Regions from separate parts of the Mus musculus genome. Here region 1 is linked to region 2. The links are chromatin contacts, called in public HiChIP or PLAC-seq maps. All regions are on one chromosome and are shown on one strand. Each heading gives the region's core, a stretch centred on a gene start, on an enhancer-like site or on the middle of the called end of the contact. The rest is flanking DNA. Distances are from core to core; before and after follow the strand shown. Region 1 overlaps Pakap (paralemmin A kinase anchor protein). Region 2 has its middle 24 kb from the start of Pakap.

Evidence for each region. HiChIP or PLAC-seq counts read pairs in DNA pulled down with a chosen protein or histone mark.
Region 1: a CTCF HiChIP or PLAC-seq map of the NIH/3T3 cell line shows a contact between it and region 2, with 10 read pairs. The contact joins two enhancer-like sites. A contact is called at or near these places in 1 of 15 datasets of contacts at CTCF or cohesin (the NIH/3T3 cell line), 2 of 484 Hi-C or Micro-C datasets (embryonic stem cells and muscle stem cells) and 1 of 115 datasets of contacts at active chromatin or transcription factors (bone marrow-derived dendritic cells).

Annotation. Positions count from the first base shown.
Region 1 is chr4:57,650,402-57,654,148 of GRCm38.p6, reverse strand. The region is part of intron 4 of Pakap (paralemmin A kinase anchor protein); the gene reads right to left. Among named protein-coding and RNA genes, the nearest start is that of Gm52699, 30 kb to the right of the region's middle. Within about 2 kb of position 1,763, at least 38 of the 459 cell types and tissues checked have an H3K27ac peak or open chromatin away from gene starts, as enhancers often do. A contact at or near this core is called in the NIH/3T3 cell line, where this site is marked.
Region 2 is chr4:57,541,843-57,545,558 of GRCm38.p6, reverse strand. It overlaps a transcript of Pakap not described here. Among named protein-coding and RNA genes, the nearest start is that of Pakap, 24 kb to the left of the region's middle. RefSeq lists an enhancer at 1-3,180. Within about 2 kb of position 1,603, at least 98 of the 459 cell types and tissues checked have an H3K27ac peak or open chromatin away from gene starts, as enhancers often do. A contact at or near this core is called in the NIH/3T3 cell line, where this site is marked.

The DNA.
Region 1 (3,747 bases), core at 514-3,013, 110 kb before region 2:
TAGCATCTTTATAAGTTGTGTGTGGGCGTGGGTGAGTGAGGGTGGCCAGCATGCACACACTGCAGTGCTCCTTTCGAGTTTAGGAGACAATCTTTGGGGTGAGCCCTCGTCTATCATTATGGCTTTGGGGAATTGAGTCCAGGTTACCAGATCTGGCAACAAGTGCTTAGACCCACTGAGCTAGGAACTACTCCTTATTTGTGCCACAGAATCCAAATTTCTGGAATGAAGCCTATAGATTATTTTTTTTAAAAACTTCCCCAAGGTAAATTATACTGCCCAAGATTTGAGTAGTCTAGGTACATTCTCCCTCCCTTCCTTACCTCCCTCTGCTCTTCCCTCCCTCTCTTCTCCCATCCCTCCCTCCTGCCATCTCTCCCTCTCCTTTCCTCTCTTCCTCTCTCCTTCCATCCCTCCTTCCTTTGTCTTTCCTTCTCAGTAAGCTATCCTGAAAAATCTAATCACCACCACCACCAGTTCTGAAAGGCAGAAGACGTTCCATTCCAAGGCACCTCCATTGTATAAATAACATTGTGGGAGAAAGTGCAGCTAAAGTCCTGGAATTTCCTACACTGCTCTAGGCTGTGAACAATTTTTAAAAGCATATGATTTTATCTTTTCTTAATGTCTAGGGGAATGGTCATATCAAACCCAAGCCGTAAGTCTTCGTGCTTTATTTAAACCCTGTCGTATTCAGATTGACCCAATCATAAAGAAGCAAGACACTGCCTGAATTCTAGACACACTTGAGGGTCTGTGGGGCCACCACCCCTCTTCTTTCTCTAAACCAAATGACCCAAGTTAATTCTCATTTTTTTTCATATAGAAATTGCATGTTCTCTTTGATTACCATGCTCTATTCTTCCTTAAGTCTTTTTTTTTTTCTGATTTGTTTTGGTTTGTTTTGGTTTTGGGACAAGGTCTCACATAGTCCAGACTGCCTCAGATTCTCTAGGTGCAGAAAATGACCTACAGATGATCACCCTCCCAATTCCACCTACCAAGTGTTGAGAGCACTACTACACCTGTATGGTATGTATACAGGTATGAATACGTATGTATATGGCATGTATATGTATGAAGAACTCATGTATACATGTGCAGGACCTTCTTGGAGCCCTTGGAAGAGGTCGATGGCCAAGACAGAGGAAAGGAACCATGGTGGGCTGTAAGAGTGAGTGGCTAGGCTCTATTCTGGGGAGGCTTTGCCTGCTCCTGTCATGGTCTTGCCAGGCATTGAACTCGTGAACCCTGGATGTGTCCCAGGGTAAGCTGCATCCTATGGGCTACTGTGTATGAGCAAGGCTGTTGTGGGTACCTCCTCCTCCTCCAGACCTCCTGGCTGAGGACATCCTTCCTACTCTGGAATTTGATTTTGGTTTCCCTTCCTCTTGTCATCTCTCCCCTGTAGATTGAGCCACCAGACCTCCTGGCTGAGGACATCCTTTCTACTCTGGAATTTGATTTTAGTTTCCCTTCCTCTTACACATACATACCATGCGCACTACCATAACCAGTGTGCGTGGTGCTAGGGATCAAACCCAGGGTCTTGTGCTTGCCAGGCAAGTGCTCTACCAACTGAGCTGTAACCCAGTCTCTGTGAAGGGTGGATCTCATATGGCCTCTGCTGGCCTAGGGTGACCTTGCTTGATCCTTCTGCTTCCACTTCCAGGATACAGAGACTACAAAAAACCCATCACCATGCCTGGCTTACTTTAGCATTGGGAGACAGAACCACGTGTCCCTTTTAAGAGAATCTAATGCATTTCTTGGGAGTGACTCAGACCAGTGGGCGGAGAGCTAACGATCTGTGATCTGCAGAGCAATGTTTTGTTGCACAAATTCCCTTTTCACAGGGCACTGTGGCATCACTTCTGGGTTTCCTGTTCAATAAATATCTAGTTCTGGATGGGACCTCCAAATCTCTCCTCTTCTCTTTATTCCTTTCTCTCATTGCCTCTGCCCTGTTGCTTTGTGAGTTTCAATTCTTTCTTAGTTTTCTGAAGCTTCTTTTTTTTTTTTTTCAGTTCAACAGTCATGCTTGTGGATGATGGACATATTCACCCCTCATCTTTTTATGCTTCTCTTATTTGTGGTTTTCCCACCAAGAGTGGGTCATCTGTGTCCTCTCCTTGACTGGGCGTGGCTGCCAGAATGTTTAGAGGCTCACTTACGGACAGCTCTAAGTGTAGACCTTGTTTTTGCTCGGCTCTCTGGATCCTCTGTTATTGCCACAGAAAGATAATAAGAGCAGCCCGTTAGCCTGTTGGTGCGCAGAAAATAAAAGCAGATGCATCCCACCTACAGCTTAGAGCCATTTAGCTGAGCTCAGCCAAAGAGAGCAGAGTCCTGTAGCCCATCTTCAGACTTTGTCACACTGCAGAGAGCTTATGTGAACCATGAGCTCAACAGCTGTTCCGATAGTCCTCTGTGAGACAGAAGCGAACTGCGCCCAACCACAGGAAAGTATCTCCGGGGAATGGGTGTTCCTTACGGCATGAGGGATGGCAGCCCCTTTCTTCCCTTGGGACTGGGATGTAAAGACACAAAAGCCTTTAGAGGAGAAGCATGCCTAATCTGAAGGCCTAAAACTGGAAATGTTCCCACATCTGAATCTTCATGATCACAGACAGGCAGACCTCTCCAAGTCTTTCCTCCAATGGGTCAATGTGCAAAATTTGTTCCAAACGAAAAATTACTTTAAAATATTGTACAATGTTATCTACAGGTTATGTATAAGGTCTGTGTATGAAACAAACACATTTCATGATTCTATCCCCAAGGTGTCTCATTGTACACTGGCAGAGATTCTGAAATTAAAACAACTGCAAAGTCCCAAATGCAAACATCTCTGATTCTAAGCATGTTGCACAAGGGTGGCTCAATCTACAGGGGAGAGATGACAAGAGGAAGGGAAACCAAAATCAAATTCCAGAGTAGGAAGTATGTCCTCAGCCAGGAGGTCTGAAGGAGGAGGGGGTACCCACAACAGCCTTGCTCATACACAGTAGCCTATAGGATGCAGCTTACCCTGGGACACATCCAGGGCCCACGAGTTCAATGCCTGGCAAGACCATGACAGGAGCAGGCAAAGCCTCCCCAGACCCAGAGCCTAGCCACTCACTCTTACAGCCCACCATGGTTCCTTTCCTCTGTCTTGGCCATCGCCCTCTTCCAAGGGCTCCAAGAAGGTCCTGCACACGTATACATGAGCTCTTCATTCTCTTGATTCAAAACCACTTTTGATCTGCTCTGCAAGATCTGCTCTATTTTTTTCCTGTGGCTGACCATGCCCATTTGAACCCCCAACTCTTACAGCACACTCCTGTAGGCGTAGTTTCTGTGTACTGTGTAAAGGTCATCCTTGCATTATTCAAATGCTGATTTCTCTGCCTTCATATGTTTTAATCCAGGCATGGCATTGTAATGCTTACATCAAGAATCTCCCATCTCAAGTTTGTGTAAACAATTCTTACCATTTATTCTTGGCCCTGTCAATAAAAACTGATCACCCAATGACTAGGCAGAAAAAAAGGAGAGAGACTAGAGAGAAAAAAAGGATGGGACTTCCATCAGTCAGGGGAAGGAGAGGGGGAGGGAGAGGGAGGGAGGAAAAGAGGAGAGGAAAAGAAGAGATTGAGCCACAAGAAGAGGCAAAAGTTCATGAGAGTTCAGCTGAAGGATGGAAGGCCTTAAATGCAAATATTATTGGGGTTATGGCTGGGAGGTAGCCAGATTTTAGGGGAT
Region 2 (3,716 bases), core at 354-2,853:
TTAACCTCTTTAAGAGTACTCCTCTTACTCTCAGAAGAAGAAAAAAATCCCCATGTCCTGAATTCTGTGATCAAGCTTGCTTGTGACCCTGTCCCGGCTGCTGTCGTCAAGCTCATCTGTACACTTCCATTCCTAGGCAAGGGGCTTCTCCATCTCCTTTTTTGGACAGGACATTCCTTTGGTTGAGATATTTGTGTCGTGTCCTTTTCCCCCTTCTGATATCAGGTCATCATTTAGCTCCTTCCTACTTAGTCTAGTTACTTCTCTGTTGCTGTGATAAAATACTCTGGCCGAAAGCAAGTTAGGGAAGGAAAGGGTTTGTTAGGCTTATACTTCCAGGCCACCGTCCATCGTTGAGGGAAGCTAGGCCAGGAACTCAAGCAAGAACATAAGATAGAAACCAAGGAGACATTCTGCTTGCTGGCTAGTATGCTCAGGCCCATCCTCACCTTGGTCCTGACCTGCCCAGGAAATGGTACCACACACCGTGGGCTAGGCTCTCCTACATCCATTAGTAATCAAAGCAATCCCTCACAGACACACCCACAAAACAAACCAATAAAAAGATAATTATTGAAGCCTTTCACAGGTAATTCCAGGCAGCATCACGTCGATAGTCAATGCTAGCCAGGGCACACTGACATTTCACAGATCCTAAGAAAGCAGAAGTCAGGCTCCTTCCCAGTCCTTTGGATTGAAATCATCCATAAAACAAGACTGACTGCTGTGTGATACTTAAGCACATGAACGTCTGAGAAGTTATGGTCTAGGAATTGTCCACGCATGCTCACCTTAGGGGCCACCTCCATCCTGAGAACTCTTGGACCAACAGACTACCTGGTCTACGTCAGGTGCCTTTCTCTGATTTCTTACCATCATATATATTCTTTTCTCCATATTATATTTTTTACACTATACTATTGTGGGTTCTTCTATTCCTAGTACATAGTCTGGTTAGTATATATTAGGTATTCAAAAATTTTTTCTCTTGATAAATAAAAAGAAGCGTCAGACCAAACAAAAGCATAAGCAGACCATTGTTCCTTAGAAAACGTTTCTGCTGCCATTAAATTTCTCTTAAACCTTCTCCATTTCTGGTTCTTGCTACATGTTCCACTGTCAAGAGCTCAGATCAAGGACACTCAGGTCTCTCCATCTTCCCTCAGACCAATTGCTGGAGACCTTGAACAAATGGACCTTCCAGCATTTTACCTGGCTGTGCGTTCAGCTCAGCCACTAAATAAAAGCTGCGGTTGCTGATGGCCTTTTTGAAGGGTCCCAACGTCTTTAGAAGTCCTAGCTTCATTTTGCTGGGTTTCCTGCAGGAGCTCACCGTCTCGATTTGGGAGCATGAGCTGAGTGCTTGCCCAGACCTCTGTAAAAACCTCAAGCACACGGAGGAGGGAAAAGAGCAAGAGCTTGTGGAGAAGCCCAGGCACGTAGCCACTCAGAAACCTTGAACCATCAAATGTGGGTGTGACTTTCAGAAGCAAAACTAAAGGGCTACTAGCCAAATCTCAGCATGGCCAGGGGTTCTCTCCAGAGGCTGGCCAGCCCTCAGGGCAAAGAAAAACAAACAAAAGACACATTCTTTGGCCTCCTGAGTGAAACAAAGACCCCACTGAGAACCCTGAGAGAAGTAGTAAAAGCCACAGAAATGCCCCCCCTCCCCCGTCTGTGGAGCCGGCATCTGGTTTCAATGTAAACATCCTTCAAATGTTTCCAGAATGAATACACATTTGAATAACTGAGTACTAAAGGGACCCCTCCCCCAGGGATATGGACAGAAAATGCTCACACCATGAGTCCCCTTCACTTCTTAGACCTTTTGGTGTGTGTGTGGGGGGGGGGGTACACTATGCACAGAAAAGGCACTTGCAAACAAATGAAACAGAACTGCCTGCAAAATTCAGGGCTTCCTGGCTGGTATGTTTAGAAACATGCACATGAACTTCACACCTATATATATATATATTCTTTATTTACATTTCAAATGTTATCCCCTGTCCTGGTTTCCCCTGGTTTTCCCTGAAAACCCCTTATCCCCTTCCCTTCCCTCTGCTCACAAAACCACCCACTTTCACTTCCTGGCCCTACAATGGGACATAGAGCCTTCACAGGACCAAGTGCCTCTCCTCCCACTGATGACCAAAAAGGTCTTTCTCTGCTGCCTATGCAGCTGGAGCCATGAGTCCCACCATGTGTGCTCTTTGGTTGGTGGTTTAGTCCCTGGGAGCTCTGGGGGTACTGGTTAGTTCATATTGTTGTTCCTCTTATGGGGCTGTAAACCCCTTCAGCTCCTTGTGTCCTTTCTCTAGCTCCTCCATTGGGGACCCTGTGCTCAGTCCAATGGTTGGCTGCAAGCATCTACCTCAGTATTTGTCAGGCACTGGTAAAGCCTCTCAGCAGACAGCTATAACAGGCTCCTGTCAGCAAGCACTTGTTAACATCCACGATAGTGTCTCCGTTTGGTGACTGTATATGGGATGGATTCCAAGATGGGGCAGTCTCTGGATGGTCATACCTTCAGTCTCTGTTCCACACTTTGTCTCTGTATCTCCTTCCATGAGTAATTTGTTCCCCTTCTAAAAAGGACCGACATATCCACACTTCGGTCTTCCTTCTTACTGAGTTTCATGTGTTTTGTGAATTATATCTTGGATATTCCAAGCTTCTGGGCTGATACCCACTTATCAGTGAGTGTATAGCATGTGTATTCTTTTGTGATTGGGTTACCTCACTCAGGATGATATTTTCTAGTTCCATCTATTTGCCTACGAATTTCATAAATTCATTGTTTTTAATAGCTGAGTAGTACTCCATTGTGTAAATGTACCATATTTTCTGTATCCATTCCTCTGTTGAGGAACATCTGGATTGTTTCCAGCTGCTGGCTATTATAAATAAGACTGCTATGAACATAGTGGAGCATGTGTCCTTATTATATATTGGAATATCTTCTGGGTATATGCCCAGGAGTGGTATAGCTGGGTCTTCAAGTAGTACTATGTCCAATTTTCTGAGGAACTGCCACACTGATTTCCAGAGTGGTTGTACCAGCTTGCAATCCCACCAGCAATGGAAAAGTGTTCCTCTTTCTCCACATCCTCGCCAGCATCTGCTGTCACCGGAGTTTTCACACCTTAAGTAGATGGCTCAGCAAGAGGCAGAGATGAGGATCGGGTGGAGAGGGAAGGGTCCCTGGGTGCAATGGCTTCTGTCTTAGAGTGTTTGCTGCTTGAAATCCTCACGATGAACTGTGTAGCTCTGAGACTGGAGGGCAGACATCCAAAAATCAGTGGCCATGATACAGTCTAGGGTGGGAGAGCAAACTCTGTCTTTCAAAAGAAGATAACAAGCTAGGAATGATGGCATGTGATTTTTCATCCCAGCAATTAGGTGAGACGGGAGGATCACCATAAGTTTGAGGCCAGTTTGGGCTATATAGAAGGATGTTGCCTCTAAGAGACAAACATAGAAAGGGTTTAACATAAAACTGGTTGTTCACGTTTAAAGAATGTCTATATGACAACCGAGTCTGGGTCTGAGTAATCATCACCCCTTCAGAAGACACATGGTGTCAGTTTGCTCCACTGTCAACTACCCTGTTCCATGGACCCAGGAAGGTCATCTACGCTGGGTTTCTGGTGCTTGTGTATACACACAGCCTGGAGCAGGGCCTTGAGGATGAGAGAAAAGGAAGCTTCTCCCTCCTG